3 separate regions of the Zea mays genome follow, and regions 2 and 3 are each linked to region 1. Evidence: chromatin contacts called from public Hi-C data. All regions are on one chromosome and are shown on one strand. The core of a region is the stretch at or near the end of the contact, and the rest is flanking DNA. Distances in the headings are between cores, read along the strand shown. Region 1 holds the start of LOC100193889. Region 2 holds the start of LOC100281415 (heat shock 70 kDa protein 4). Region 3 holds the start of LOC100285213 (heat shock 70 kDa protein 4).

Evidence for each region. Hi-C and Micro-C count contacts between places; a contact is called where the count stands out from the background.
Region 2: a Hi-C map of ear shows a contact between it and region 1, with 1.9 times the contacts expected there. The contact joins the promoter of LOC100281415 here to the promoter of LOC100193889 in region 1. A contact is called at or near these places in 2 of 25 Hi-C or Micro-C datasets (ear and tassel).
Region 3: a Hi-C map of leaf shows a contact between it and region 1, with 2.4 times the contacts expected there. The contact joins the promoter of LOC100285213 here to the promoter of LOC100193889 in region 1. A contact is called at or near these places in 8 of 25 Hi-C or Micro-C datasets (ear, endosperm, leaf and 2 more).

The regions. Positions count from the first base shown.
Region 1 is chr8:92,209,278-92,214,140 of Zm-B73-REFERENCE-NAM-5.0, forward strand. LOC100193889 reads right to left here and starts at 1,968. Exons shown (of 3, transcript NM_001138966.1): 1 at 1,363-1,968. The coding sequence starts at 1,680.
Region 2 is chr8:91,798,551-91,803,413 of Zm-B73-REFERENCE-NAM-5.0, forward strand. LOC100281415 (heat shock 70 kDa protein 4) reads right to left here and starts at 2,375. Exons shown (of 10, transcript NM_001154333.2): 1 at 2,289-2,375; 2 at 796-2,024. The coding sequence starts at 1,965.
Region 3 is chr8:91,924,947-91,929,809 of Zm-B73-REFERENCE-NAM-5.0, forward strand. LOC100285213 (heat shock 70 kDa protein 4) reads left to right here and starts at 2,512. Exons shown (of 10, transcript NM_001158107.1): 1 at 2,512-2,724; 2 at 3,052-4,278. The coding sequence starts at 3,109.

The DNA of each region.
Region 1 (4,863 bases), core at 718-3,217:
ACACAAGTCATACCTGAGTCTACCAGTAGAGTCGTACGTGTAGCAGCGCTCTATTTTGAAAAAAGAACAAGAACAACCCAGTAGTGGCTTTTTTATGATGCCCTAAACCAAACATCTAGCATGACAACATACACTCCCTCCATTCCAAATTATAAGAGGTTTTGGCTTTTCTAGATAACATAGTAGCAGATGCTAGACACAATCGACAATATCACAATAAGACAGCAATGTTCACAAATGGTCAAACAATATGGATGAGAGACACAGACACTATTTCATAATAGTAACCAATGTGTACAAAGTTGTTTCCTCAACCTGCTTTATTTTCATTAAAATCATATGCAGTAGAGCATTTAGATTTCTGAAGGTACTAACAAAAAGGCAAGAATCAAGGAATCAATAAGGCCACATGCTAAGATAAAAGTGTATACCCTTGTGAAGATATTTTAGTTGCATATCCAAAGTAGGCAGGTGGCACTAATCCAGCAATCCAATCTATCTGTAACTAGAGCTTGACTGCCCAAGGACACTGATTTGCTTTTGTGTCCATGGAGCCCACTAGCTTTGCTTGTTCCCTATCTGATTCTGTGGTTTTTATAGAGTTATTTATTTGTATCACAAACTTCTCCACTACCAATATCTGTGCAATTCTAAGCAAGCATTACAATGCCACGATTACAGCAGCAAGCATAAGAATTTCTAGATTTCTTAGGACATTGAAAGTTGCTTTTGTTACCATAGAGCCCACCACGTGTTGTTGATTCCCTATCCGATGACCTTCTTAAGCTCTTTTTCCGAAAAGAGAAGTATCCCCATTTCCATTAACGTCAAACTTCTATTTTTTGACTTCCCGTATGTGCGTAATTATCAACTAACCTTACGATGTTATGGCTATAACAGCAGGAATTTTGATAGAAATTTAACATGTCGGTTCATGTACCAAGGATTATAATTCTTCGAAATCTAGTAATCTGAAACCACAATCTATTAGTTGCTTTCTGTGTAAACCGTTAATTCAAATGTCCCCAGGATATAATGGCTAGCAATGTTTGGATAACCGATATCGACAACATAGTCTTATCATTCAACATCCAACTCAGTGCAAGATACCTATGACCCACTAGGCAGATCTTATTCCATGAAACCACTCGAAGACGATACTAAAATTAGCACCTGCGGGCAATTGTCTTCAAGATCATTCTACATACCACCATCAAGAGTACATATATAAAACATAAACATAGACTTAGTATAACAATAAAAAGAAAAGAAAATCCTGGAAAGACGCATTGTGAGACTCAGCTATCCACAAAGCTCAATGAAAAGAGAAAGAAAACGGGATGAAATTCAGGCGAGATGGACCTCTTCCAGTGCGGGCGCGTCGTGCTGGTCCTTGGCAGCGTCGCGGTGGGCGTCCCCCCAGACGGGCCTGGGAGGCGGCGCGGTGGTGGCGAAATAGTCGTCATCGTCGTCGTCCTCGACGTCGGCCCAGGACTTGGCGGTGAGCGGTGCGGGCGCCCAGAAGACCTCTGGCTTGGGGTCCTCCCTGGCGGCGGGCTTGGCCCCCTTGTCCGCCGGCTTCTTCTTCTTCTTAAGCGTCTCGAGCGCGGCGAAGACGTTGCCGCTGCCGATCTTCGGCTGCTCCGCCGCGCCGGCGCGCCTGCTCCCGCCGCCCGCCATCGCCGTAGCAGCCGCGAGCACAGAAGGAAAAAAATACAGAATTCCGATCTCCGGCGGGCGACGTACGTTGCCTGATCTGCGGTGCGCGCGGGCGACGTACGTCCCCTGATCTGCGGTGCACGCGGGCGAGGCTGGAGAGGACGGTGTAGAACCGAGAGGGAGGCGACGGCGCTAGGGTTTGCGCGATCGGCCGGGGGCAGGTTGGGTTTGTGTTGGTCTGTTGGATTGATGGATTTGCTGTGCTCGGGAGAGACGAGAGGTTACCTGCAAAATTATCCGCGAGTAGACAGCAGGCAGGGGAAGGAAGCGGCCTGCAGCAGGCGTTTGTAGTTGTAGCTGTTGTGGTGTTGAGTGAGTCGGACGGCTAGTGTTATACAAAACTTCTGTTAACATTTGCATTGCAGCACTCACTGTTACGCTTCATCGTTCTAGCGCGTTTCTACCATACTATGCACCTGTTGGGACAACTTTTTCTGAAATGTTTTGGTGAGAGTCTATATTTCTAAATAATCTATTTGTCATAAGAATTTGGATGTCGCATGAAGAAAGATGATGGTCTAGGACGACTTAACATTTTTTGTATTCACGTTGTTGGACAATTTTGACGGAAATGATTCTCACATAAACAGGCTGAGAAGCAAAGTGTTTGGCTATCAGAAGCCGATTCTGGTGACCAGAAGCTAAAACAAACAGCGCATGTAGCTTGCCTCCTATCTAAACTTGTAAGGCTATCTTCGATAGCTTTTAGTCATTATCATCTCCTATTTTAAATTGTAAAATATTGTTTTACACGGCCACATACATAATCTGTTGACCATAGCCTAAGTAGTTGTATAGATGAGCCATATATTTAAAACCAATTTTATGTGTGTTTTTGTCTCTATTCTCTCAACTATATGTCCGGGTTGGAAAATATGTACAGTACCCACTAACATATCTACCACGTTCAACAAAGATCGATAATATGCGAGTAGAAAATTATGAATGATTACTATTAGATAAGCAGTGTAATGGAAGAAGAATGTCTCAGTGTAGTGAAAGTAGTGTAAAATCATCACATATTACTCATCCTCCTCAACTTCGTTACTCATCAACACCGCAGCAACATCAGCAGTGTCTCTAAGGTATCCATACATGAGGGGATAAAATGTTGTGACACTGGTATGCTAGCACCATACACACAATGAGAGAATGAAGGTGACATCTTCAGCATCCACAAGCCAAGAGAGAGGGGTGACACCGGCTAAGATGATCTCTCAAGCACGCTAGCTCCTTATATACATATTGTTGGGGGTCTCCTTCTCTGCCGAAGGTCCTCAGGATGAAAGAACTGTTTGTAATCAAAGGAACTAAGCGCTGAAGTTGTAACATACGCGCAAGAAATATAGCGAAGCTTCGACTTAAGATGATCACGAAGGTCATACATGAAGTTGAGCCAGCAAGGAAAAGACATGTTTATCCTTAAGCTTTGTATTAGAGCAATGCATAGATATCAAGGTCATAATTGTACTTTTGCTTGGGCTGCGTAACATGCCTATAAATAGATGAGCAGTACCCCCGTACTATTCACGGTGCATTAGAAAGGTTGTATATGCATTCTCTTCTTCGAGCAAGTCGAAGGTACAAATGTAATATGTATTTTGTATCACTTTATTAATATACAATACAGATTGTAACATCGTTCTGACAAGTGATATGAAATGAGTAATTGTTATAATGTTACATTGTAATATTATATCTATGAATAATAAAGACTTGTTTTTCATGACCTTCGTCCGAGATTCATTATCCCTAAAAGAGGATAATGCTTCGAAGGACGAAGGTCCTTAACGTTTAATATTTATGTTGTCTTGTTTTTGGTTCACATCAATCGAAACAAGTAAACAACATTAGCGCTCACCTCCGGTGAACTCACTTTCACGATTACAACGATGGCTTCGCAAAGTCATCAAGCTTTACCACCTTCGGTGACGAAGCTCGTTCTTCCTATCACATGCGGTTCAAGCTTCAACCAGCCAACAAGAAACAGAAGAAGGAGGCCCAAAGAAGGGTAAAACATGTTGGAGTGCAAGGACCCTACATCAAATCTAAATGGTCTCATGTGCCAATCACATTCTCTCAAGCGGACCTTCAGCTCAAGGATTACCCCCACAATGATGCCATGATTATATCCTACGTCATAAAAGGATTCTTGGTCCACAATGTCCTGTAGGATACAAGCAGTGTAGCAGATATTATCTTTGCAAAGGCTTTCAGATAAATGCAAGAGCAAGAGGACAAGATACATGATGCAACACATCCTCTGTGTGGCTTCAGAGGAAAACAGTGTGACACCCCAGGTGTCTATTTCGCGTTATATCGGGAGATTTATCCTAATCTCGGATGCTCAGTAAGAATTTCTATTTCTCGCTCGCGTATGTCTCTAATTATCTGAACTATTCGTACACATTTCACCGAATTCTGAGTTATTCAGTCTCACCAAAGGCCAAATTTGGAGCCTGTTAAAACTTTTGTTTCTTGAAGCAAATGCAAATTCAAAAGTCAATATCGTCTCGCAACTTCCGTCCAGACTCATTTATTCGGACTCTCGATAGTTGTTATGTTATCCTATCGGTGTCCGAATCCGCTCTCTCGATAGTCGGTCTACGTCCAAATACTTAATCCGAATCTGCATTCTCCAGCGAAATCTCTGTAGTGTCAACCTCTAATTATTTCTTATGCAATTCTGCTGGTTATATTTATGTCATCATTCATCTCTATCTATCAAGTGTATTCTAGAGATTTCTCAAAGTTTGAACCAAATATTTGTACGAAATTATAAATCCCACACTTGGTTGAGACTGCTCGATTAAGTAAAAGCAAATTTATAAATTCAAACAAGTTATGTCAACCTTTCCAAAACACTCTATATAAACTTTACAATAAAAGTTATTGAGGGTCCATGCCAAGAAAATGTCAAGAAAATAGTCCGATTGCCTTAAAAATATAATTGAGAGCTTTATAATGATACTACTTTGACCAAAGTGAAACTTTAATTTATATTCAAGATATGAGGTTTGACCTTCAATAAAAATTGTAGAACCTGTGTTATACAACAAATTTCATATATAAACAAAGTCTTGATTCAATCTCTAAGTATCTCAAACAGTGCCATCAAGACAGAATAAAAATCTGATTTCAGGA
Region 2 (4,863 bases), core at 1,125-3,624, 410 kb before region 1:
ATATTTCAAAATTTATATGGCAAGACTGGTCTAGTTTGGTGTCAAGGGCATAAATATGATATTGGCTTGATGATAAGATATTTAATTAAGAGATTTAGCAAAAGAGCTAGTTGAAAAGGTATTTCAATTTCTGTGCACAGAAGATTCTGCACTGGCATAGCCTAACCAGCTGGAAACGCTCAAATCTGATGTACTAACTTAGCCAGGCTAGCACCCCCTTCTGCACTACTAGGGCCTGGCTAGGGTTTAGGTAACCAAACAAACTATGGTGCATTATTGCAGCTTGTCTAGGGTGGTAGCCAGGCAACCAAACAGACCCATAATGGCTGCTCCACTAAACACCAATTTATAGAAATGAAATGTGTAGCGTTTGTAATGCAAAAGAAGGGACAACACACAAAAACAAATACTATCTTCAAACTCTAAAACAGACTCCATAATGATGGTTATCATAAGCAGGATTTTCAGGTTAAACAATAGCATATATCAACATTAGTTCTAGGAAAAGAACGCAGGGGAAAAAACCGGTGTGCAATAAGAATATCTAGAAAGGTGAAGACAACGTTGATGAAAGAAAAAAAGGGTGAGACTTTTTGATTGTTGACACGACTGCTGTGGTCTATTTCGCGTCAATTAGCAGTTCCAGTTGCACACATGTTTCAAATTTTTAGTATCCAGATGGCACACGTTCAAACTTCAAGCATAGACAGCAGTTTAAGATATAGAGTAGTCTGGTATAATCCAATCCATATTAGCTTAAAACAGATATACATAGGTAAGCTGAGGAGCTAATACCTGGAATTCTCGCACTTTGAAAGTGGGGCTGAGAATAGCACATTGAAGAGCGCATCCTCGCGCAACACACTCGCTTGCATTCATGGTACGTCTTGGTTCCTTCCCAAAAAAATCAGTAATTATCTTGATTATAGCCGGAACACGAGAACCAGATCCGACAACCTCAACAAAGTGCACATTTTCAGTAGTCAACCCAGCTTCAGCCAAGGCCTTCTCCAGTGGCCCTTTCACGCGTTCCAGCACAGAGGCACTGATCTGTTCAAACTCCTCCCTCTTGATAAAACCCCGCACATCCTTTTCATCCATCAAGCACTCAATGTTCAGTGGGGCCTCTGGGTTGGCACTCAGCACCTTCTTAAGTTTCTCACATGCCACACGCAACCTAATACATGCCCGCGCATTCTGGTACACATCAATCTTATATTCCTCTTTAAATTTAGCTGCAAAGTGCTTAAACAGGGCCTCATCGAAGTCCCTCCCACCAAGAGACCGGTCGTATGTATGGGACAACATCTTGAGCTGTCCCTTCCTGTAACCGACAACACTAACCTGCATGCTTGCATGACCGATATCGACAAATGCAACATTCAACTGGTCATTCTCTGGGAGATCAGTCTTATAAATACCATATGCCAGAGCAGTGGCTGTCGTCTCATGGAACAATCGCAATGGCCGGAGACCCGCAATAGTAGCAGCATCAAGAACAGCCCTGCGCTGCAGATCTGTGAAGTAGACCGGGATACCAATGCAACAATCAACAACTGCGGCATTCAGGTTACCCTCAGCAATGCCCTTCAAATTGGACAGCACCATGGCAAGCAGCTGGGTGGAGGTGAACGTCCGCTCCTCGCCCAGGTACCGTACATGGACCAGGGGAAAACCATCGGGGCCCTCCGTGACTCGGAATGGGAAGGAGGCGAGATCGCGCTGCAGCTCGGGATCTGAGAACTTGCGGCCGAGCAGGCGCTTAATCTGAGAGATGGAGTTTTTGGGGTTCATGGTGGAGGACGCGGCGCCGGCGGTGCCGATGAACCGCTGCTTGTCCCCGAAGCAAACGATGGCGGGTGTCTCGCGCTTGGACTCCTCGTTGAGAACCACGTCGATGCCACGCTGCCGCGCAACCGCCACGATACAGCTCTCATTGCCGAGGTCGAACCCCACCACGCTCATCTTCGATTCACACTAAGCTGCTGACCACTACAGCTTCAGATCTAGATCACAAGTAGTCACTGCATCGCAAAAGCCAGAGATCTACTGGTTAGGCAGGTCAGAGAAGCAACGGATTCTTGCGTGAATCTTAAGACAAGAACGCCGAAACCAAGAATTTTACGCATCAAAGCGAATAGTTATGAATTCTTCACCGAATGCAATGCGAACCCCAGCCGACGACTACAAACCCGCTGTCCCAGTCGACGGGTCCAAACCCGCCGCAAAAAAACATCTAAACATTAACCTAACAATCTAGTAAGGAGGCATGGAGAATCCGATCGTACCTTCAGAGGTGGAGATCGAGGCCCGTCGAAGCTCGTAGCGCCGCAACGGAAGTACGGGCAGGGCTTCCCCTTTGGCGAGAAGGGGAGAGCCGGAGAGGAGTGAGGACGCAGTGATATACGGTGTGTGCCGCGGATTGGCCAATGTAGACGAGAATCTTCTAGAACGTGGACGGGAAACCTCACGCCGGGGTGGGCAAAAAATTACCAAACCAAACACCACACGAACCAAACAACTTTTTAACTCTATTTGGTGTTAGGCATTTAACTCTATTTGGTATTTTGGTGTTAGGTATTTAGTACGGTTTTCAATATTCGCACATCAAATATACCAGAATACCAAAATTTAGCAAACCTATCCCTTGACGTCCAACAAGCAGTTCATATAAAGTCTTAAACCCTATACTCATATCATTTTAATTTTTTAAGAACTATTCAACATTAAATTGTTTATTCAATTTTATTAGGTACTTATTGATAAATTATCGTTATGTTCTTTATACAATTTTATGTTTGTAGTTTAATTTGCTACTTGTCTGGTGACTATGGTAATACCAAACACCAAACCAAAAAATCAAACACCAAATTGTGCAGTTTTTTTATTCCTGGACAAAAAGTTTGGTTTCCATTTTTCAAACACCAAACTTTTTTGACAACGAATAAACCGCAAAACCAATAAAACTGAATTCCTAGCAACGAACGCCATCTCCACCATAATGTGCATACATACGTGCAACGCACTGTAGACTATACTTAGGGATGAAAATGGACGAAAACGGACGGAAAAACCCATCTCCCATTTCCGTATACGCATTTTATCATCGGAAACGGGATCGGGTCTGGAATAGTCGGGAATGGAAATGGGAGCGGGATAAACGGAATTGCGAAAACGAACAGAAACGGAAATACTAACGGAAACTCATAATTTAATACAAATAGGAATGATATTGATGTTTGACTGGTGATTGATTGGCAGGATAATAACGTAAAACAAATAGATATAGAGAGACAACATTCTATTGTTGTTTGGTTGCTAAGAGCAACTCTAATAGTTATGTAAATTTTAGCTCTCTAAATCACAGATTTAAGAAATTGCTAAATAACTTTGGAAGTAAAAAAATGTGAGTTCTCCAATAGTTCTCTAAATATAGGTTGTAGTTTTGTTTTGTATCTATCCACATAAAAAATAAAGTCACAATGTCATCAATTACCTTCATTATCTACATAATGCAGTAAACATTTTTGTTTAGGGACTTTGCTAAATGGTTGCCAAATGTAGAGAGGAAATAAGGTTAGATGAGAAGTTGTTAAATTTAGAAAGTTCATTTAGAGAACTGTTGGAGATGAGTTTTTGTGTTAACTACTTAAATTGTTGATTTAGGAAGTCTGTTAGATAACTACTGGAATTGCTCTAATAGTGTACATTTAGCTACATCCGATGTTGTTTAAGACTTTAGACCACTTGTCATTGAAAAGAGCATATGGTTACAATGGCCATTTATGTTATAATTTGTCACCTAAAGACACGAGGCTTCAGTTTATATACTAATGCATATTAGGCTCGTCCCATATTTATCAAATACGGAATAAAATACGGGTTCAATCCAGATAAAAAACGGAATCCCGCAAAAACGGACGGAATAAACCCTCTATTGTTTCCGTCCTGTTTCCATATTTTTCGTAAATACGGAAACAGACGAGACAAATGTAGAAAACGGTTCGGGTCGAGGCGGGATTTTACCCGTCCGTTTTCAACCCTAACTATAATGTTTATAAGATGGAGTTAGTAATATGTATTGATTTAAATTGGTATACCTAAGTTCAACTGGTGTATGAGACATGTCTTCTTGTATTTGGTTCTTTCAATTGCTATCTTCTGTAAGGCATACCTTGTAGTTGTATCCACTAGGCATATATTTAAATTTTCTTTCAATTGGTATTCTTTACTGAGTTCAATTGATATATGTATGCCTTAGTTGTCTGTGTTTAGTCCCCACTGCAGCACTACGGGGTAGTCCACGTAGTGCTTTTGGAAGGACGACGACGTCGATCATAGCTCGATGGTACGTGCGGGGGACGTCGGAACACATGAAGTTTATACATGTTTGGGTCGCGCAAATGCGTAATACCCTACGTTTTGTGTGGTGCTGAGTATTGAATTGTCTCGAGTTCACTGATTGCAGGTGGTTCAGGGACGGAAGATGAGTTCTCCTATCAATCTAATGGTGAGCGAGAGTCAAAGAGAGTGTTTTTTGTAGGGGTATCTTTGCAGCCTTATATAGCCGACTAGAGAGTTACCCCTATACAATTCGTTGGGTTTATCTAAATCTACTTTCCATTGCTATGAGTATGTTTGCTTTTCCGTTGCTCGGTTGGCTTCTCTGTTTTATCATCCCAGTGATCGGGTACCTGGCCTCGTGAGAAACGTGTCCTTAGAACTGTTAATTCTTCTGCAACATACACACACGAATGGTATATTGGTGCAGTGTTCTTTGGGATCTCCTCTTATCATGTGCTCTGTTGCTTCGTTTGCCTTTTATTTTGCCCGGACGAGGCCTATTAGTACGCCCAACTGGAC
Region 3 (4,863 bases), core at 1,262-3,761, 280 kb before region 1:
ATGACGAGCTCTGAAGATATCCACGTCACCTCTAGAATTTTCAGCCGTTCGATTAGATTTGAACGACGCCTAGAACCTCTCTGCGCGTGTCGCCACAGAAACGGTCCCCGAACAGCCACGCGATGGTTCGCGACGGCAAACGAAGGCCAGGGAAGAGGGAAAAAAAAGAACAGTCCATGAAAGCGCCGGTAGATATCCCCTCCTCCCCCTAGCTGAGTAAGAGTAACCACGCCGCAGCGCCCCCGTCTGGCCGTCTCCACAGCCACGAGTCCACCGCGTCCATCCTGTTCCGGCTCCTCGCTCCACCGCTCCGACCTCCGAGTCTCGCTGTCTCCGCGACCGTGAGTCTTCGCGCTGCACTGCCGCGTCCTTCAAGTCCCCGGCTCCACCGCTCCAGGCTTCGGCATTACCGACCGCGATTTGCCGCTGCTCCGCGCCGCGTCCTCAATTCGCACCACTGCATGGCTCACCGTCTGCATCTGCTTCATCCTATCGCGTACCAACTGCGAAAAAGATATGTGTGCCACTGCCATCCATATTAACTTTTCATATTAACTTTTTACGATTCGGTTGTTCCAGGTTGCAAATTAAATATGTGACTTCGGTTTTGATTTTTTTCCTGGTCGTTTTTCCCCCGTTTATAATCAAAGCTACAGGTTTTTGTGACCTTCACTTTTTTCGTATTGGTACATTCTCTCTCTGAAGTGATTAGACATGAAGAATACATACACGTGGCTTGAAAATGCTCTAGAATCTACCATTTCCATATTTTCTGTTGTGAATTTAGAGATGTCTATAAGCACATTACAGAAATTTGTTAAATCTGAACCCAACTAAAGTTCTATAGTGTCATTTGCACTTCGGTGAGTAAGGAGAAAATGGCTTACAGGAATAATAACAGGACAAGGAACATTACAGAATTATTTGACTGTCTGTATTCACTTATTCCCTTACTGCATTTTCCAATATATATTCTTTGCAAAACTTTTAGATTCCATCGATAAATGCGTATACAATAAACGCAATTTGTAATGATTATATCTACATGCATACATACATCTTCATCATGATACACGAAATATTTAGATTACTAAAACTCTGTTTGATAGCAATAATTTTTTTTTAAAAAAACTGGTTTATAAAAATTAAGGAGGTTCCAAGCATACCAGTTTATGACTCAGTTTATAGAAATTAGATTCTCGGTTTTTTAAAATCAAGGAGCTGGTCTCTTAAAAAACTGGTTTTTTAAAAACTGGGTTTTCCAAAAAGGGTCTAAGTTCATTACTCATATTGACTTTGGATGCTGAGAAAACAAATATATAATTGCTTTTTATAAACTATAGCAACACTGACACAGATTCATAGATCAAATGTGTTATCCTTGTATATACGTATGCATGTCAACATGTATAAACATCGATACAACTATATCAACCAAGAATCACCCAAATTGTTCAGTTGCATACTCATTACGACTTCGAATGCTAATAAACCAAGCTGTATTTTGCTTTCTTGGGTTTGTGAGTCATTCATTTGTCCAGCATAAAATGAATGGGTGAAACCTCTTCTTTTATGCACAGCTCCTGCCTCCTATCAAGGTTGGGGTTTTTTCCTTCAGGTTTCTTCATATGAACAAGTGACTTTATAACTCTTATTTGAACATACGCCTGATGAAAGTTTCATATTTCCGCAGTTCCAATTTGCAAACTACAGGAATTGTAATTATGGGAAACACTATAAAGAGATCCTTAAGGCTTCAACTGATAGATTAAAGAAAGGGTTTCTCAATTATATTGTTCTCAACAAGCCTGTAGAATGGATATGCTAAATGCTCTTCTTCTTTTATCAACTAATCTATTGACCTGCAGGGTTTCAAAAAAAATCTTTTTCATTTAGCATGTAAGTTATCATTACTATTCATCCTTCCTAATTGAAATCATTTTTTTGTCCTCATAGACAATTGTAGCTCACTTTATGCACAAAGACTAACTAAGCATGGCATATGCTCTTTTATTGCTAGACACACCTTTTGTTGAGGTGTTTTTTTAGTTTATATATATTATAATAATTTCCTTGCCAGTTATCACAGCATACTAAAAAACTATAGAGTTCTAATTCAGTATGAAGATAGCTCGAGCAGATTTCACTAAAGGCATAAGGTAAGCTACACACAATATCAATGTAAGATAGCGTTCACACTGCTCATGTTATATTATTTACGACCTAAACTACTCTACTACTTCAAACAATTATATATGTATATATACCTCTCTAAGCAATAAGATTTTGTATCTTATGTAAACACGTCAAGAAACGGGGGCTCGCGCGGACCGCGAGCACTTTACTAGTGAGTCGTGAAGAGCCCAGAACGTTCTATTGTGACCTGCTTCCTGCGAGCGCGGGCCGAACACGTCAGACGAAAGAATGAACAGAACCTGGGCCAACACGTCAGTCCGAAGAACGAACAGTATCTCTGGCAACTCCTAGAACGTTCACGGCCACACCGCCACACCCACACCACACAGCAGTGCAGCACGGCGCCCCGCCCCTCGTACTCGGTGAGATATATCCCCGCCTTCCCTCGCGAAAGCTCTCGTAGAGACGACGACGACGACGACGACGACGACGACGCGAGAAGTCGAGGCGCCGCTGCTTGCTAGGACCGAGCTTCAGGAAGTCTCCAACGGCCCCGGCGCCGGCACGGCCTGCCCCGCGCCGCCACAGGTACCATTCGATCTCTCCGCCTTCCGGTCTCTGCGTCCTCCCGGTCGACCTACATAATCATGCAGTTTTCTCTGCCTTCGGATTCTTTTTAGCGTTTTAAAACCGCGTTTTATATATGTTTTTTTAGATTTAGCCGAGGGTTGGGATTTGGGGGTTTCAGTGGTTTTAGGTCGGGTTTAGTGGCGCTTTTGGATTGAAAAATCGATTTCCTCTGTACATCATTTCTGTGGCCGAGGAGGACACGGTTGACGGTTTCACGGTTATATGCCAATAATTATTGTGATGCGGCTAGCGGACCTAACTGCTAGATCTGGCTGCTGTTTGCAGGGATTGATTGTGATCAGATCTATTCTGTAGTGGTCAGCGGCTGAGGGTGAACCGAAGATGAGCGTTGTGGGATTCGATCTCGGCAATGAGAGCTGCATTGTGGCAGTCGCGCGGCAGCGCGGCATCGACGTGGTCCTCAACGATGAGTCCAAACGCGAGACACCCGCCATCGTCTGCTTCGGGGACAAGCAGCGGTTCATCGGTACGGCGGGCGCCGCGTCCTCAACCATGAACCCCAAAAACTCCATTTCTCAGATCAAGCGCCTGCTCGGCCGCAAGTTCTCCGACCCCGAGCTCCAGAGTGATCTCGCGTCCTTCCCGTTCCGTGTCACGGAGGGCCCCGATGGATTTCCCTTGGTACATGTGCGGTTCCTGGGCGAGGAGCGGACGTTTACCCCCACCCAGCTGCTTGCCATGGTGCTGTCCAATCTGAAGGGCATTGCTGAGGGGAACCTTAAGACTGCGGTTGTTGATTGCTGCATTGGCATCCCTGTGTACTTCAGTGATTTGCAGCGCAGGGCTGTTCTTGATGCTGCTACTATTGCAGGCCTCACGCCGTTGCAGCTATTTCATGAGACAACTGCCACGGCATTGGCTTATGGCATTTATAAGACTGACCTCCCGGAGCATGACCAGCTAAACGTTGCATTTGTTGATGTCGGCCATGCTAGCTTGCAGGTCAGCATTGTCGGTTACAAGAAGGGACAGCTCAAGATGCTTTCGCATGCATATGACCGTTCTCTTGGTGGGAGGGACTTCGATGAGGCCCTCTTCAAGCACTTCGCGGCGAAGTTCAAAGAAGAATATAAGATTGATGTTTACCAGAATGCCCGTGCATGCCTTAGGTTGCGTGTGGCGTGTGAGAAGCTTAAGAAGATGCTGAGCGCCAACCCAGAGGCCCCACTGAACATTGAGTGCTTGATGGATGAGAAAGATGTGAGAGGGTTTATTAAGAGAGAGGAGTTTGAACACATCAGTGCACCTGTGCTGGTACGTGTCAAAGGACCCTTGGAGAAGGCCTTGGCTGAAGCTGGCTTGACAACTGAAAATGTGCACTTTGTTGAGGTTGTCGGATCTGGTTCTCGTGTTCCAGCCATAATCAAGATAATCACTGATTTTTTTGGGAAGGAGCCGAGACGAACCATGAATGCAAGCGAGTGTGTTGCGCGGGGCTGTGCTCTCCAGTGTGCTATTCTCAGCCCCACTTTCAAAGTGCGGGAATTCCAGGTATAATCTCATTTTTTTTCTTCCTATGTTGTTTTAAGCTATGGCAGGGTTAGATTATTCTAGTGCCGGTCTATATGATAGACTGTCGTCTATGCTCCGTTGAAACTAATGGGGATACTGCAATACTTGCATAACGACATACACATTATGGCTTGGAAAGCTGTTTGTTGCTGCCCACTCTGACTTGCTAATGTTTAGAAAAATGTGTGCCACTGGAACTACAAGTTCAAGAAAAATAGTTCAAATCACTTTCAGTGTCAAGAGTTGAATAGCCTTTCCTTATCACCTTCTTACTTTTGCTTTTGAGATCCGTTTGTTTTGTCTAGCTCTGTGTTACTTCTTCGTAGAATTAATACGAGTTCGAGATCTACTTGTGTCTAGCTCTGTGTTACCTTTTCCTGTAATTAATACTCAAGAGTTTGAAGACAGTATTAGGTGCCTTTATTGTCATTACACAGTGACACACAATTGGCCACACATTGGTGAAATGGGTGTTTAGTGGAGTAGACTCATTTATATACTTGTTCAGTTTGGTTGGCAACACTAGCTACCTTCCTAGTAAGTGCAAATTGGCCATAGTGTCTA